Regions from separate parts of the Ovis aries genome. Here region 2 is linked to region 1. A link is a contact called in public Hi-C data. All regions are on one chromosome and are shown on one strand. The core of a region is the stretch at or near the end of the contact, and the rest is flanking DNA. Distances in the headings are between cores, read along the strand shown.

Evidence for each region. Hi-C and Micro-C count contacts between places; a contact is called where the count stands out from the background.
Region 2: a contact with region 1 is called in a Hi-C map of tail adipose tissue, with 5 times the contacts expected there. The contact joins the promoter of PIP4K2A here to the promoter of BMI1 in region 1. A contact is called at or near these places in 2 of 16 Hi-C or Micro-C datasets (skin fibroblasts and tail adipose tissue).

The regions. Positions count from the first base shown.
Region 1 is chr13:22,842,824-22,846,263 of ARS-UI_Ramb_v3.0, forward strand. BMI1 (BMI1 proto-oncogene, polycomb ring finger) reads left to right here and starts at 1,798. Exons shown (of 10, transcript XM_027976604.2): 1 at 1,798-1,909. It overlaps COMMD3 (COMM domain containing 3), which reads left to right. Exons shown (of 8, transcript XM_004014219.6): 8 at 68-438. The coding sequence ends at 127.
Region 2 is chr13:23,210,130-23,213,658 of ARS-UI_Ramb_v3.0, forward strand. PIP4K2A (phosphatidylinositol-5-phosphate 4-kinase type 2 alpha) reads right to left here and starts at 2,236. Exons shown (of 9, transcript XM_060397330.1): 1 at 1,836-2,236. The coding sequence starts at 1,976.

The sequences.
Region 1 (3,440 bases), core at 548-3,047:
TTCTCAAGCTTGGATACTTCTTTCTTGCGTTTTATCCTAAAAACGAGCCATGATATACATCTTTCAGGACTTAGTAGGAAAACTTAAAGATGCTTCGAAAAGCCTGGAAAGAGCAAGTCAGTTGTAACTTGGGAAAGTTAACGATCTGCCCGGATCTAGTGGAAGACCAGGAACGTCTTGCCGTCCGCTGAACTATCATTTCTGCGAGTTGGATGTCTTCCTTTTCAGAAGAGATTTTTTTCTTTTGGATTTCTGTCCCTCATAAGTTTTGACACTTTATTTTTTTATACCTGTGGAAGGGTTAAGAGGGAATTTCTGCCTAAGTATTTGAATTTTTAGTATTATCCGTACATTTGATCCCATTTGATCTTTTCCACGTCTTCCAAAAGGAAGTAGACAGTATTACATTCTGAATAAATTAAGTTGTTCCCACAAAAAGAGTGGTGAGAGTTTCTGGATTTGAGTTTGTTAATTATTACTTTGAAGACATAGACACGATTGGCGTTAACTTTTAACGATCTCCTCTCCTCAGGATTAAAGTTAAACACACTGAAAAGGATGCGATCTCCGGGGTTGCTTGAAGACCCCAGCTTCGGGACGTGGGGAGCGGGCGCGGTCGCCCAGCGGCGGGAGCCCGTCCGTTCCGTTAACTGCGCCCGAAGGCTCGCCCGCTGCCCGACCCTCGCCCGCGGGGCTCCCGAGGCCCTGCAGGGCCGGCCCCGCGCAGAGCCCCTGCCCGGAGCGAGCGGCTGCCCGCGCGCGCCCCGCCTCGGCCACTGGCGGGCGGGAAAGGGGGCCGGCGCGGCCGCGGGAAGACTGGGGCGGGCGCTGTTGTTTCCGCGAGCCCAACTCGGGCGCAGGTTCCGCGACGCGGCGCCGGAGTCTGGGCCGCAGCCCGTGGGGCCGAGCGGGGGCTGTCGGCCGGCGGTCTCCTCGCGGACATGTGTGCCGCGGGCGGAGACGGACCACGGAAAGAAAGAAATAACGGGGGTTGGGGTGGGCTGAGCTGCGTGCGGGGCCGGAGCGATGCCCGCGCCGAGAGCAGGGTGGCGCGTGTGGCGCTGTGGAGAAATGTCTCCGCAGCCGCGCCAGCGCCGCCGCCGCGCCGAGCGAGGAGGAGGAGGGGGCCGGGTCGCGCTACTCCGAGGGGAGGGGGCGGCCGCGGGCCCGACTACACCGACACTAATTCCCAGGCCGCCCTTAAGGAATGAGGGGAGCACGTGACCCGGTGGGGGGGCGGCGGGGGGAGGGGGCGGGCGGACTCTGAGCCATTTTGGAGCCGGTGTCAGTTTCCACTCTGCCTTCAGCGGTGCATTTTTTTTTTCCACCCTCCCCTCCCCCGTCCTCAGCCTTCCTCCCCTCCCCCCGCCTCTCCGCACGCACACACACGGCGCCCCCCACCCGCCCTCCTCCCCCACAACGGCAACTATGAAATAATAATCGTAGTATTAAAGGCAGAGATCGGGGCGAGACAATGGGGATGTTGGCGAGGGAGCCCCGATCCGGATTAGAAACACCTCCTAGCCCCGCAGAATAATACTGATCGCGCCCCCTCCGCGCGCTCCCTCCCCCGAGTGCGGAGCGGGAGGAGGCGGCGGCGGCGGCCGAGGAGGAGGAGGAGGCCCAGGAGGAGGAGGCGTTGGAGGCCAAGGAGGAGGAGGAGGAGGCCGCGGAGGAGGAGGAGGCCGAGGCGGAGGAGGAGGAGGAGGAGGCCGGGCTCGGGAGGCAGCATGAGCCGAGCGCGGCGGCCGCCGCTCCTCTCGGCTGCGCTCGTTGCCCATTGACAGCGGCGTCTGCAGCTCGCTTCAAGATGGCCGCTTGGCTCACATTCATTTTCTGCTGAACGACTTTTAACTTTCATTGTCTTTTCCGCCCGCTTCGATCGCCTCTCGCCGGCTGCTTTTTCCGGGTACGTAGGAGGCGAGGCGCCTCCGGGACGGGGCCTGGGGGCGGCGGGGGCCGCGCGGGACTCAGGCCGGCCGCGGGTGGACGGGGAACGGCCCCCCCCCACCGCGCCTCGCCCGCGCCGGCCGGGAGGGCGCTGACAGCGTGGGCGCCGAACCCCGCTCCGCCGCCCGCCGCCGCCCGCCGGCCCCGCGCGCCGCCCGGCCCCGCGCGCCGCCCGCGCCCGCGAGCGCGCGCCCGCCGCCGCCCGCCGACTCCCGCGGCGCCGGGACCGACCCGCAGCCCGCGCCGCGCCGCCGCCGCCAGCCGGCCTCGGCGCCGCTCCAGCCGCCGCCCGCTCCAGCCCGGACGCGCCGCGCGCGGCCCCACGTTTTAGTTCCTTTCTCCCCCGAGCGCCCCTCTACACCCTCGCGACGCACATGGCCCCCGAGAAGAATACTTCTATTTGCAGCCTCTGCGGCTCTCCCGGCCACGGCGCCCTTTGTTGAGAGGTAGATTTTGATGAAACGGGGACGGGTGCCTGAAATCGGGAGCTGCTTGGGTCAAGTGGCTTCCCTCCTCTCCCGAAGAAAGGGCTTTGGAGGGGTTTAAACAGCCAGAGAACGCCCCCATTTTATAGGGACGGGTTGCTTGGGGGGCCGCGATCCCGCCAAGGTGGATGTTAGGCTGAAAGGAGCCCGAACAAAAATGTTATTAACTTAAGTTGGAGGGACACTTGGGTGAATTTAGATGGCTTGTAAGATGGCGGTTCCCAGTTGTTTCCAAGGTCTCCTGCGTTTGTGTTTAAAATGGTAAAGTTTTCTAGGTGTTATTTGTTGAGAGTTTCGGATAAGTTCTGCAAATATTACTTGGGAGGTGCTCAATGGGAAGTGGGCATTTCAAATTTGGAGCTTTTTTTGGAGTAATGATGGTGAGTGGACGTTAGTCTTGCAAGAGGTTTCCTCTTTTTCCTTTTTCTTTTTCCCCCCGTCTCAGAGACTACAGTTTTGTGTTGGTTTTTTTTTTTCTCTTTTTTCCACCTCTAGTATGGGATGCACTTAGAACCATGACTTAAGTCTACAACGTTTTATAGGTTTTACTAAATGTCAGCATAGGTCATGTGGTGAAGAGATGCTTTGGAGAAAGGAGCACTAAAAAGTTGATGGCATATGTTTATGCAGTCTTTTGGGTTTGACAGCCATGTAGCACGATCATTTTCCTAGAGATTTACAGTTAATAATTGGAAGTAAACAGGTATAGAGACTTTGATCATTCCCAATTGCAATAAAAGGATTTAGTGGGCTTAGTGGTCACGGTTCAGTATCTGAAATAGAAGCGTGTATTAATCCCTTCCCAGAAAGTAGGCAAAATCCTGGGCATATTTATTCAAATACAAATGCAGGTTGGTGATGCCTAGAATGTTATGTGTACTTCAACTTATGTTTTATAGAAACCTTAACCCCCATGTTCTGGAAACATAAGCCACACTATAGTCTAGAAGCTTAAGGATGCCAATTGTTAACAGCATATGCTAACTTAAGACTATATTAACATTT
Region 2 (3,529 bases), core at 986-3,485, 370 kb after region 1:
TAAACTGGAGTTGGGACTAAATTCCCAGAGAGCAGGCTCTTTCAGGGGCATGTTATCACTACTAGTTTAGTAAGTTAAACCATCAGACACAAACACTCTCCTGACCAAAACACCAGCACTTCAAAGGAGATAAAAGCATCCATACATACAGAACTAACATTAATTTAAAAAAAAAAGCAACTAACGACAACATAATTTTAAGAAGCTTAACAAATTTAAAACATAACTCTGAACTGTACACATATTACATAAGAAAAAATAACATTTTATTTACTGTAATAAAATGGGGCGGGGGTGGAGGATGATGTAGTAGTGTCTGCTGTTGCAAAAGCCTGCTAAAGAAGTTGTCAGGAAGTTAAACTTCAGTGGATCAGGCATTAGGCTTGATAGAAATAATCATGTTTCAACCTTCTTAAAAACAGTCACATCTTACAAACACAATCAATTCTAACACAGTTTCACCTTTCCCCCAGCTCAGCTAGGGAAAGAAAAACACAGATACGATGTTTTTGAACCATTTCAACTAAGTTCATTACATTGAGAATGTTCTTTTAAAAGACCAGCATGGTTTTCCGTCATTTCTATTATGCTGTAAAGGGCCCATAGACATCCATCGAAATCTAAAGTACGGAAGACAAGCTTATATACACTTATCCCCAGACGCCGATTGACTGCAGTGGGTAGGTCATGGGCAAAATTCACAGGCTCATTGAAACTTTCACGGCTCAGCCAACAGCTCCTATCGGGTTTCCTGATCCTAAGGTGATTAAAACTGCAAGAGTTTCTCGCTGTTAAGATCAGCCGGAGGCTATTTCGGACCCTCAGACCGCAGTCCGCATAGCCCGCAGCCGCGCATCTTCAGCACCTTGGCTTGTGTATTAGGCTAACCTTTCCAAGCCAACCTTCGCAGGCCGTCTCCTCCAGCTTTTGAAATAAATCCCCCAAACGGGTGCAGTCAACTCAGCATCGCCTTCCACCGCACCCGCCGAGACCCTCCCTCCTGCGGTCATCCCCAGGCCGCCCTTCCGCAGGCGGCGACTTCGGCCTGGCTCCCCAAAGTGGGGGAGGAGATGTGCGGAGCAAGACGCCCCGCCAAGCAGCTCTTCAGCAGGCTCAGCGGCAGGGCGAGACGGGAGGGGAGTAGGGAAAGATGCTAAACGCCAGTGCCATATTTATATTGCCTTTTTCTTTGCCAGAAAGATTCCTTGTGTCCAAGAATATAGCCTTTAAAGGGGAGGAGGGGCGGGGAAGGATCTAAGCACTAAGCCTCTGCCCAAAGCTCCGCGATCTCCAGTATTCTCGCCCCTGTCCCTCGTGCGGGAAGGCTCCAGACACTCCCAACCTCGGACAGGTACACCTGCCCGACGGAGGAGGACCGGGCCGCCCCCGCAGAGGAAGGGATCGCCGGCACTCTGGCCCCAACAGCCCCCGCCAGCAGGGGTGACAGCCCCGGCGGAGTCGTGCCCCGCACAAACTTCCCAGTTACCGGGCTGCGGGGACAGATCGGCCGGAGAGCGGACGGACGGCCTGGGGCTGATACCGGTACTCGCCGCAGGGTTCAAATGCAAATTGGACCCTCCCGTCCCGCATCCGGCCCTACGGTCCCAAGGGGATCCCGGAGGCGCGCCCGGGCGGCCCCGAGGGGCGGACGCGAAGCGCGCGGGGCTGGGGGCACCCGAGCGCCGCGGCGAACGGGCAGCCCCGGAGGGCTAGCAGCCGGAGGGCCGGGGCCGGGCTCGGGCTCCCCGCCCCGCAGCAGCTGCAGCGAGAGGAGGAGGGGAGCGAGGAGGAAGAGGAGGAGGAAAGGGACTGCGCGCCGCAGCCCGAGTCCTTACCGAGTGGTTTACCCCCCACATCAGGACGCTGAGCAGCGGATCGCTGGCCCGAAAGAGCTTCACTTTCTGCGCGACGAAGTGCTTCTTCTTGGTCTTGGTCTTGCTCGCCAGGACGGAGGACCCCAGGTTGGGGGTCGCCATGGCCGCCGCCTCTGTCCCCTCCACCGCCGCGCTCCCGAGGCCGGGGACCCGCCCTCTCTACACGCCGGCCCGGGGAGGCAGCCGCATCCCCCTCGGCGGCGGCCCCGGCGCGCCGTGTCCCCGTACGCCCGCCGGTGCGCTCGTCCCGCGCAGCCCGCGGTGCCCGCTTGGCCGGGCTGGCGAAGAAGGCTGCGCTCGGCTCGCGCCCCGGCTCGGCTCCCGCGCCCGCCCGCCCGCGGCTCCGCGCTCAGCCCGCGGCTGGACCAGGCGCGCCGCGAGCGGCTTCCGCGTTGGGCGCCGGCGTCATGACGCAGGGGGCGGGAGGGCGCGCGGGCAGCAGCTGCGGCGCCGCCAGGCGGGGCGCGGCCGCGGGACCGTTAAGCTGCGCCCTCGCGCTCCGTCTCGGCAGCCGCGGCCCAGCAGCCCCGGGGGCGCAGGCGAGCTCCGGGAGGTAGCTCCCCGCGGGCCGAGGAGGCCGCCGGGTGGGCGTGCGACGCGGGGAGGGTGAGAACTCCCGCGCGGCGTCCTGGAGAAAAGAGCGAAGGGTGGGGAGGTCAGAGGACAGGGGCCCCCCAGAGGCGGCGGTCAGGCGAAGAAAGGAGGCTCCGCGCAGCGCCGCTTACCCGTGCCAGGAATGGGGAGAGCTAGTGAGACCTTGGGACGCTGTGGAGACCAGGGCTTCCCTAGCACCGAGGGAAAGAGCACAGCGTTGGCCGCCTCCCGAAGTGGTCCTGCAGTGACCTTATTAATCCTTCTGTGCCTCTACCCATCCGGCCTTTTGGACCCCGAACTTGAGCCTTCCCACAAGCCTGCAGAAGTGAGACTCCCGTCGAAGCTGCTGCGCTGTCATTACCACCACCGCCAACACCCTCCCTTAGACAGGACCCAGCATTCCTCATCCAGAGCCTTGGGTTTGACCAGGAGAATCACACCCTGAATTTCACCTTCTAGCTCAAATCCTTTGCAGTGTTTCCTGTACCCCTTCCTTTTATCCATTCCACTCATTCAAAAAACTAAGATCATGGCATCCGGCCCCACCACTTCATGGCAAATCGGTGGGGAAACAATGGAAACAGTGACGGACTTGACTTTCTTGGGCTCCAAAATCACTGCAGTTGGTGACTGCAGCCATGAAATTAAAAGACACTTGCTCCTTGGAAGAAAGGCTAGGACCAACCTATACAGCATGTTAAAAAGCAGAGACATTACTTTTCTGAAAAAGGTCTGTCTAGCCAAAGCTATGGTTTTTCTAGTAGTCATGTATGGATGTAGAGTTGGACCATAAAGAAGGCTTTGTGTGGAAGAATTGATGCTTTTGAACTGTGGTATTGGAGAAGACCCTTGAGAGTCCCTTGGACTATAAGGAGATCAAATCAGTCAATCCTAAAGGAAATCAATCCTGAATATTCATTAGAAGGACTGATGCTGAAGTTCCAACACTTTGGCCACCTGATGCGAAGAGCCAACCTATTAGTAAAGACCCTGATGCTGGGAAAGACGGAGGCAGGAGGAGAAGGGGGCCACAGAGGATGAGATGGCATCACTGACTCAAT